Linked DNA regions of Drosophila melanogaster: regions 1 and 3 are each linked to region 2. A link is a contact called in public Hi-C and targeted proximity ligation data. All regions are on one chromosome and are shown on one strand. The core of a region is the stretch at or near the end of the contact, and the rest is flanking DNA. Distances in the headings are between cores, read along the strand shown. Region 1 holds the start of sqd (squid). Region 2 holds the start of GILT1 (Gamma-interferon-inducible lysosomal thiol reductase 1). Region 3 holds the start of CG11686.

Region 1 (3,577 bases), core at 430-2,929, 240 kb before region 2:
GTCCTTTGCCCCATTTTAGCCATAAACATTTGCCGATAAAACAAAAAATGCACAATGAGTTGCGGCAAACCCACACGCACACATATTCGGTTATGAACGCGCCGCTCTTTCGGGTTCTCTCTTTCCCACTCTATTTCTGCTTGCGAACCGCGTGTGTAGGAAGAACAAAGAAAGCTATAGTTGAAGAGCAGCATTTAAACAAAAATGTACAAAAACAAAATTTTTCGTACATTTTTAGGTTATGCACAAGCGATAATAAAAAAAGCCGCTAAAATGGTAAAAAAAAAAATTTAAGAGATAGAGCCCTGCCGCAATAATAAAATATACGCCCATTTAGCATTTTTTATGTTGATTTTTTCCTAGTATGCGCCACCCCTTTGAAAATGGAAAATGCTAGTTTTTCTAGACCGCGCACACGAGGCCGTCGCCGGCTCACCTTTTTTAAGCGATATTTTTCCTCGTTTTTATTTTTCCTTTTTGTAATGCACAGTGTGTATTGCTTTTGGGTTGAAGTTTGCCGAAAAATCGGCACTTTTTGTAGCACTTTTCTTTGTTATCTTCCTGCGGGGGGCGGGGAGAGTTGGATTTCTTAGTGGAGCGCTGAAATTATGCGGTTTTTTTAATTTACAAAACGATAGTCGAAACGTATGAAATGCAGTATAAAATTGCAAGCTGCACACAAAACACACAGCCACACACACCAATGCACTCACTCGCTCACACACACACACTAGTCTAGTTTGTTGCAATTCTTTTTGTCTTTTTTTTTGAGAATAACTAACTTGGCAATTCTTGACGTGTATTTTTTGTTGCTTTCTGATGTTTGGCGATCACAGTTGTTGTTGAATTAAGTTACGATGCATATGTTGTGGCTTTTGAGTAGAAAATAATCGCAAACGCAATGAAATTGGACAAGTGTGTTGAATCGAGAAGAGAACCGACGTTCGTTCCTCTTTTCCTCTTTTTTGCCTCTGCACAGTTTTATTCTTGGTTTCGCGTGTGTTGGTGTGTGAATGATGGCGGCTTTTCCAAGGGTGTGCACACACTTCTTTTTTTGGGGTGGTTAATCTAGTATGTTCCATAGAATATTTTGATGAATTTGATATTTTCATATTTGAGCTCAATTAAGCTCATTTTAGGGGCGCTAAGTTTCTTTTAAATAGTTTTATAAAACTTATTTTCATTTTAGCCATTTCCGATTTTTTGAGTAAGCTCATGAAACACCTTTCTTTAAAGGAAACATTTTATATAGCAAATAAATAAAAACCATAATAACGTTATATTATAACCTGTTGGGAAATCCGAATATGAAAATTGTATAAATTTTTGCAAAAAATAAAAATATTTAATATAAACCAATTAAATGATTTAAAATATTGTTGATGTTTCAGCCTATAAGAAGTTAATATGAAAATTCGATTTTAAACAATTCTTTGTATGTAAATGTTGTTTTCGTTCCCAACACATAGTAAATAATGAACATTGTATTTTTTATATTTATAAAATTATAAATGTTTATGAAATACTTAATATTTATTTAAATATTTAAACCTTTAATACAACTAAAATGAATTTATAAACCAAGTAACTTGTCCATTGTGTAAACTGGGCTTTAAAATATTTGTATAAAATTTTTGGTATTCTTTTCATTTTCTCTTCATAGGTGTGTGTACATTGTATAAATCAAAGCTGCCATACTGCAAGCAGACAAGTCACGCGCCCATTTAGCTCCTTATATAGGCTTATTTGGGGTGGTATCGTACAGAAAATCCCAATTTAATCCTTGGCAAATGTATAGCTAACAATCTCCAGGTAGAGCAAGCAAATACAATACAAATATTTACCAAAATAATACCAAATCGACTTGACTGGGAAAACATCAAGGTGGCAACGCCGCACCCATATACACACGCTGTCGTTTGCATTTATCATTTTCCGGTCGTCATTTCATTCGTACGCGCGACTTTTTGGCGAGTGTGTATAAAAATCTCCGGCTCTGCGTAAAAAACGAATATCGTGCTGCCTAGCCCCCGAAATTAGTAGATCAGTCGAAAACACACAAAATGGCCGAGAACAAGCAAGTGGATACAGAAATAAACGGCGAGGATTTCACCAAGGACGTGACTGCCGACGGTCCGGGATCTGAAAATGGTGATGCGGGCGCCGCCGGCTCGACCAACGGCAGTTCGGACAACCAATCGGCCGCATCCGGCCAGCGGGACGACGACAGGTATGTCCATTATCCGGCGGATACGTTTTTTTTTTGTTCTTTTTTATTTTTGCAACGGGCAACCGATGATCATGTGCCCCCCATAGATTTTCTGCTTCTACATAGTGTATATTGCCTACTCTGTTACGTAAATGCAAAGCTAACGTCGTTGGTCGAGTTTCATTGGATTTTACGGGGTTCTGCGGGGGAAGTCTGACCCCTTTTGTGTTCTCTCTCGCTTGCGCTCGTGCGTCGGAGTGTGTTTAAGTGTGTGTGTGTGAGGTGTCGGTGCGACTGTACTTCAGTCATATTAATAGAATCTTCGGGCCAAAATGCATCATCACAGTCTCGGGAGACATGGAAAATTTTCAACGTTTTCCCCTGCACACACACGCACTTTCCGCAATGAAAACCAGAGTTTTCTTAAGCTAGGAGCACATTTTCTCCCCTTTGTGAGGTTATGTTTGTTTCCCACGTTGCCCCACAGACACACTGTGACGCATACGAACACAAATCATACGGTTGCCTTTCACTTGCAAAAAATGTGGCGAAAAAAAACGTTGGAAAAAGTTATGTTTGTATTTGTCAGTGTATTCTTTTTAATTCGCATTACTCTTTGTTTCGGCTATTTCGTTGTTATTTTGTGCTCTTCCAGTTTTGTACCCAAAATGGCGGCTGCATACAGGCATACATACCAACCTAACGCCCGCTGTTCTGTAGGTGTGTGCGTGTTTTGCAGTTTTCACTTATTCTCTTGCTTGCCGGCTTCGCTCGCTCGCCACCTCTTTTGCGCGCTCTTACTCTCAGAGAGCGACAGCCGGCGTTGTTTGGAGTTGCCAAGGCGCCAAAATATTAATTTAACGAACAATTAATGTAAATTATAAATGATAAATAATTTTGATGGATTAAAGCATAGAGATAATGATGATCAAGTAGAATGGTCCTCTTGTTTGCTCCCCTGCGTTTTGGTTTTTAGGTCTAGCGTACACTTCATTTGCCCATCCTTTATGATCATTTTATATCTAAGTTTAATCTTAAGTCACACGATACTGTACATTTAAACGATAATACGAAACCAGCGCTGACGAAGCAGATGCAGATTATTCCCCGTAAAGGAAGAAGGACGAAATGGAGAAATTAAATCGAAAATCATAGCTTATCCTGTTGTCTTGTGAGCGAACTAACCTTGTTCCTCTCCGGCAGGTTTTGAGAGAAGTGAAATGCCCCAGGTCAGGGTTTTAAGCTATGCTCAAGACGGATATGGATTCGGATATGGATTTGGATTCGTATTCCTGCCCCCGGCAAACGGTTACGGATTCGGATTCGGATTCGGCGGACTTATACTTGGAGGATATGCAACCCTCTCCA
Region 2 (3,310 bases), core at 271-2,770:
TAGAAGGCTGGCTGTTATGGCGCAACTTTGATCTATCGATAAATTGCTGACTGTGTTTAGCTGAGTAGTATGGCATTTGATTTGCTGACTGTGGATAGCTTTGTGCTATGGCACGTGCTTAGGGCTTGGTCACACTTAAGTTAGCCAATTAGAAAAGTAAACAATGTCTAACTGGAAGCCGTCAGGCTACGAATTACTAATTAGAAAATCTCCAACTAGACATGAATAGGAAAACCTCTAACTAGATTTGAATAGGTAAACCTCCTATCGATAGTAGCCGGTAAATATCGATATCGAATTACCGGGTGACCATCGGCTTAAGTTCCAGCTCTATGTTTACGTGTAGAACTTTATTTTCGGTTTAGTTTTGTTTACCAATAAATTTCGTTAGCTATGACAAATCTACAACGCTGGCTATTTTACGCATCGCTCTTTGCGATTCCCTATCTCTCCGTTGTTTTGGGAACAGTGCAAACGCCACTAACTACCAAGTATTTCCTGCACATTCAGCTTTTACCACTTTTGCTCCTCGTGATTTTTGGAGTGAGTTTTTGGATATGAATCAATGCAGATAACACCTCTTATTGACTACTACTATATATTACCCACAGATATATTCCGTTTGGACTGTTCTATATAGAACTCTGACTTTTAACGATTGTCCCGAGGCCGCCAAGGAGCTGCAGGATGAAATTCAGGAGGCTCGCAAGGATTTGATAGCCAAGGGATTTCGGTTTCGAGATTAGGAGACTTCCAGCTCGTAGGACTTGTGCATGTTAATCTGTAATTCCATTATTTATAAAAACAAAAATTACGCAAATTTACTCTAGACCGCATTTTGTGTGGGCGGACGCGTTGTTGGGGGCTGATTTCCCCAGGTGTCGGAAGTTTGGTGGCCAAATTATGTTGAGGTTTTGAAAGGATATGCTTGAAAAAGTATGGAATATGTTTATGTTTAATTGGCTTAGCTCCCCTGTGAATTACTCAAAATAAAAAATATAAGAAAACTAAAAAAGTATATGAGGTAAAATACGTTTAAAGAGATTAATAATATTCTTTACGGAAAACATATTTTTACTTAATGAACATGGTATATGGAAAACTCGTAAGTGCGAACCATATATTGCAAATCCATGCTTTGGCTATCTATTTCCAATAAATCAATTTTTTTAAAATTCTCTTAATTACAATGCGAAAGAGAAAAAAATATACTGTTTCAAAACTTTAATTTTCTCTTCTGCAAAATACTGGAAGGAGTTATAATTGCGAAGCTGAATGTTGTGATACTCAAAAGATCCAATATAAACCGATTAATAGCCATTTGAAGTTAATTTGTGTAATTTTTTTTTTAATGGCGGACAATAGTTTGAAAATAGAAATAAATTTCAAGAAGATAATACATAGTTGATGATAAAAAAGATAGTACATTTATTTACTCATGGTTGGGCAGTCTGGAAATCGGCTTTCTAATGGCCGACTGGAACTGGAACGGCGGTTTAAGCGTCAAGCTCTCTACAACAATCAACAGTTCGCGCTCAGCCACCGAACCGCTAACAACACGACCGCCGTTCGTTACGTGCTGGCTATATAACTGCATTTATAAGAAATTCTGAAGAACGAGAAGCCTGAAGATGAGTCACAAAATCGCCGCTGTGTGCCTCTTGATGAGCTGCCTGATTGCCACGGCTTATAGTGCCGCTAAGGTGAGTTTCCGGCTCGGAAAAACCCTTCGCCAAACTAGCGAAAAATCAGCCAACGGGGCCAACTAAGCCATTACACAACAGCCAAGCGTGTCAGGGGCACTCCGAATTGCTTTTACCATTTAGGTGAAGACGTGATTAAGTCGAATAACTAAATAGTGGGGGTATAGGAATACAAAAATGCAAAATAAAAAAATCCATAAAAGAGCTGCACCCTTTTCGTGGCAGCAACAAGTGGCATTTCGAGAGTTTAACGAACTGTGCCACACGTCGTAGTCGTCGGATCGGAAAATGCCGCCACCGTGGAAAAGCGTAGAGCATAATTGACAATATAAATGCATGTGTATGCGTGTATGTATGTGTATGTGAGCTTGGAGAGCGCCCTGTTGCTCTGTTGTTATTTTCATTTGGGCGAAGAACCGGTTCGGAGACCAGTTTCGATTTCTCATAGAAGAACCGGAGCTTGCCGGCACAGCCCCAACTGCAACTTCATTCTACACTGAGCACAATGTTTCCAAGAAGTATCAGCAATTTCAAGCAGAAGATCATTAGTCATATTCCATTTTATCTAACAATTCTTCTGATATACGATACCTTCCTGATTTTATTGGTATTTTTTCATCATTTTATGTTGGTGTATTAAAAATGATCACTCATATATGCTCACCTAGATTTCTACAATTATTCAGCTATATTTTTGCACTATCACAACCCCGTTAATTTATGCAATGCATTTTCAGAACGTTCCAAAGTTAGGTATAATTTTTTTGTGTGCACATATGTGCGGTACAATCGAATTGTATATACATACATATATACTTAGCTGAGTCTGCTGCTGTTGTTGTTTAGATCGAGAAGAATGGCGGGTTCTTTCGGCGATGTGTCATTAGCTTTTATATAACTTCAACTCCAACAAAAAGCAATTTGCATTTGTATTCATAGCCGTTTGCACATATTTGTGATTATTTTCTTTATTTTTTATTGCCCCTGCTTTTCGGCTGGCATTGTTCAAACATTTGCGCTTCGATCACGAGCTTTACAAAGTTTACTTAAATTTTCCATCTAAATAAAGCTTCAATTTGGGCTAAAATAATCAACTGAAATTACATTAAATGAATGCCATTTGATTGCACAGCCACTAATAAATAAACATATGTATTAGAAGCACGTAAGCTTGAAAATAGTCATTTGTTCGGAATATTTGTAAGCTATTTTATTGTAAATACGGATTTTATGTTGACTGTACGCAATTCTTAAATAATAACTAATTTGGCGTTTGATGAATACTTGAAAGAAAGGCTATAGTCAGCAATTTTTATCTGTTTATTACGTACGAAAATGTGTCGCAATTTCTGAATTCATTTAAATTGGGGGAGTAGACCTAAGATAACAAAACAAATTGTACATATATACATTTATACACATATTATGTGTCACTAGTCAAATGTGAAAACAATATTGCCCATATTAAATATTCAATTATCAATTCAACAGAAAATATGATTGACTTTGATCTTGTTAGTCTATATTAAATGTACTACCTACCAAATGTTCAATCTGAATCTTGCCTCGATTTATTCTCTACGCAGATATACTTAGGTACATGTTTA
Region 3 (3,329 bases), core at 328-2,827, 140 kb after region 2:
TTGTGGGTCTGATAAGTTCCCCAAATGACTAATGGGTTAAACATCTTGACGGCGCGATAAGGAAAGTGCCTCATGCAACCAGCAGGTGAAGCAGGTAAATTGACTCACCCCGCCATATAACTTCAAATGCTGCTCCCCAAAATAGAAAAAAAACCCACTTACCGTCAGGGCGGGAATGCAGGAGGCAAATGCGTAGACCCAGATGTAGAAAAAGGCGCAGAAGAATGCCACGAAGAAGGAGACGAACCAGAAGACCAGCAGCCAGAAGACGAACCACAGTGGATTTGGCATCGTGATGAGTGGTGTTGTTTGTTCAGAGCGATTTCAGCTGTGCGATAAGATAAATACAAGGGATCTTATTAGTGGAAAGATCCATAAAAAACTGAAGCTTATCAGTCGTCTTCTTAATAGAGCATATCTCATTAAAAACTTCAAGACTTGGAGCTTGCTCGAGCATAAAACTAATTTCTGCATTTCGTATATTTTTAATAAGCAAAACACATGTCATTAATTTGATATGCGCCTTAAAAAAGTGACCTCATAATATTTTTAATGAGCTAACAAATTAAATCTTGCATTTCGATAGAACACGATTCTGATAAACCCCACCTAATTAAAAGAGCTTCTAAAACGTCACTTCTATTTCTAAATCATTTTTTCCATCGCTGTATCAACGTTCCCATTTAAGATAGTGAATGTCAAGTTATTCGAGCAAGTAAATCCTTCAGTAAACCCCATTTGTGTTTGCATACCACACTCATTTATAAATAGTTTTTAGTCATATGCAATTTCAAATTATATATTATATAAGTAGACCTTGAGTTAGGCCTTTGAAGATTACTGAAGTTTGAATTTTAGTTAATATCTTCCTTCACTATAAAATGATTAAATATTCGGCTTTCTCCTAAAAATACTTTTTCACTTTTTAGAAAATATTATTAAAATATGCATACACTCAGGTTTTACCACCGAAAAATGCATTTGAATGGCTTTCTTCTGCATTTAGATTTCACTTTTGGGTCGTGACAAACATACTAACGACCGATTTGGCTCGGTTTTGAGACTGATTTTAGAAACACTGACGTCAAAACTGATTGTGACCAAAATAAGGCAAAAATAAGGCAGAGTATGAGGTCGAGGCCTCGACCGCCGATTTCGAGCCGAATTCCACGATCAAGTGGTGATTATAGTACTCTCAAAACAAGTGTCGTCATTATGCAAATCACAATGCTAGCGAGCACTGCACTTGACGGGGTGTGTCGTCTTAAGTCATCGCCCATCTTAAGTCATCATAAAAACAATTGCAGATCGCCCACAAACCGGTTGGCGAAATTAGCACACGGTGAAATTCGGATTAATTAGACCAGCCGAATCTGAAGTATGCGCCAATTAATAGGCGTACGCCAACTATGCGTAAGTATTTTATAAATACTGTATACCACGCACCCACGTATTTAAGATCGAAAACAACTTAATAGCCGAATGCCAGGCAGCCAAAGGAAACAATAACAAACCAAGTAGACGATCGGATCGGAGGTCGACGTCCGGGGGATTCGAGAATGGAATGAAGACTGAGAAGCGCAAACCGGCGCAACAAGTTGCATGCCCACTGCAGGCAGGGTTGTCACCCGTCGCACTGCCGACGCGCACTTTCGAAGGAAAGCTTCGCGAAAAAGCTTTTGGCAGCGAGGGCCGATCTGAGAGTTAAGCAAAGTATTTATTGGGTTACTAAGGTTAGTTAAAAGAGAACTCAATCTTTTTAAACCAAATACATAGATAGTCTTTGTGTAAGTAGTATTTGTGTAGACAGTATTTGTGTAGATATTATTTGTGTGAAAAAAATAAACATTTTTTCGAAACAACAGTCAATAACAGTGAACACAAAAGGTACGGAAAATATTAATACAATTTTATTAAACTAATTTTATTACATTTGTCGTTATCATTCGTTTATACTATGCTTCCATCGAAACAATGTTTAATGAAATTTCTTCTCCCAATTCTTAAATTACAATACTAGCAAGAAAGCAAAGAAAAAACATTTAAAGTTCGTACACATTGTGAATGCCCTTATCAGCGGAACTTATCAGTCAAATGTTTGGCCATTCCGTTTATGCCTTTTGGCGCTTATCTTAGCCACTGCCGCATTCGGTTTCCCGGCCAGCAATCAATCGACGCTAAGAATAAAAACTTGGCCAACCTCAGCTTCGTTTTGGGAAAGCTCTTCGTGCCGCAAGAAGCTTTATGCGGCTGCTTGTCAATGTTTTCATATCAAATTTCCTATAATATATCACCCCCCCATTTCACCGTCCATATGATGGTGTGTGTGTAGCCAAAAAGTTGTTCATCCCGGACGCCGACGCCGCATTTTGCAGCTGTTGTTGTGGTCGGCTGCTGTTTTCTCCGATTCTCCGCATTCTGCTGCGAGTCGTCGGTCACGCTGGTTCCGATTTTCATCCGGTTGAGCTCAACAACAAACTGTAAAATAAATATATACATATACAAAAAATTAAAAAAAAAAAATAATTCAAATATGTTTACAAATCGAAAATATTCCAGACTTTTATCGGCCTAAAAGGAGTTTTAAATCATTGTCCAATTGTGGTGCATACTTTGCGGCGCAAATCAGCTGCCTTTTTATGAGAGTGTGTGTGTGTGTTTGAGAGAGCAAGAGAGCGAGAGCTGACTTTGTATGTGTGTTAAAAGTGTGCGATCGATTTTCGGTTGCCCCACGAAAACAAACAGAATCAAAAATATAAAAAAAAAACTAACAAAAATGTTTAAGACTTTTTAAAAGCTCATTAAGAACTACCAACAATTAAACAAAAATATTTGCTTAACTGGAGGGTCTCTCAAATAAACAAACAACGCGGACCCTTGAGATAATGAAATTTGGTATGGCTCGCTAGAGCAACAACAAATGCGGCAAAATGTCGCAGAAAAAAGTTTCCGATTTTGATTGCGAACAAAAACAAGCTAAAGCTTCAGGCCAAAAATAAAGAGAGAGAGAGAGATGGTATAACAGTCGCTCAAAAGCTGTCGAGAGAGAGGGAGAGAAAAGAGAGAGTGAAAGCATAGTCCCGCTATTTTGCCGAGAGAAATAAAGAGCAGAAAAGCAATGTCCGTTTAAAGTACGCATTGCGATGCCTTTTAGCTTCAGTTTAGCTAGAGACATCGTCGTGTTTTGAACGGCTGACACAGTTTCGGAGTTCAGCGGATCGAGCGGACTACGCCACACTAGTATTCAGTTCAGTGCGCAAAAAAGGCCAAAAGGAAAACCAGAAAAACTTTTAAAATAGGCAGGATAAAAGAAGGCAGACCGTACATCT

Evidence for each region. A called contact is a pair of places that touch in the nucleus more often than the background predicts.
Region 1: a targeted proximity ligation map of the S2 cell line shows a contact between it and region 2, with 5 times the contacts expected there. A contact is called at or near these places in 5 of 107 Hi-C or Micro-C datasets (the Clone 8 cell line, the Kc167 cell line, the S2 cell line and 2 more) and 3 of 7 datasets of targeted methods (the Kc167 cell line and the S2 cell line).
Region 3: a Hi-C map of the Kc167 cell line shows a contact between it and region 2, with 3 times the contacts expected there. A contact is called at or near these places in 14 of 107 Hi-C or Micro-C datasets (the Clone 8 cell line, the Kc167 cell line, the S2 cell line and 6 more).

Annotation. Positions count from the first base shown.
Region 1 is chr3R:13,644,406-13,647,982 of dm6, reverse strand. It overlaps sqd (squid), which reads left to right and starts at 1,679. Exons shown (of 7, transcript NM_001260159.2): 1 at 1,679-2,230. The coding sequence starts at 2,064. rin (rasputin) reads right to left here and starts at 979. Exons shown (of 4, transcript NM_169533.2): 1 at 783-979.
Region 2 is chr3R:13,400,072-13,403,381 of dm6, reverse strand. GILT1 (Gamma-interferon-inducible lysosomal thiol reductase 1) reads left to right here and starts at 1,520. Exons shown (of 4, transcript NM_142030.4): 1 at 1,520-1,703. The coding sequence starts at 1,632. Dpm3 (Dolichyl-phosphate mannosyltransferase subunit 3) reads left to right here and starts at 331. Exons shown (of 2, transcript NM_001038962.3): 1 at 331-543; 2 at 612-823. The coding sequence starts at 394. The coding sequence ends at 746.
Region 3 is chr3R:13,258,604-13,261,932 of dm6, reverse strand. It overlaps CG11686, which reads right to left and starts at 1,577. Exons shown (of 3, transcript NM_143947.4): 1 at 1,515-1,577; 2 at 163-328. The coding sequence starts at 291. It overlaps Ace (Acetylcholine esterase), which reads left to right and starts at 3,156. Exons shown (of 10, transcript NM_001275601.1): 1 at 3,156-3,329.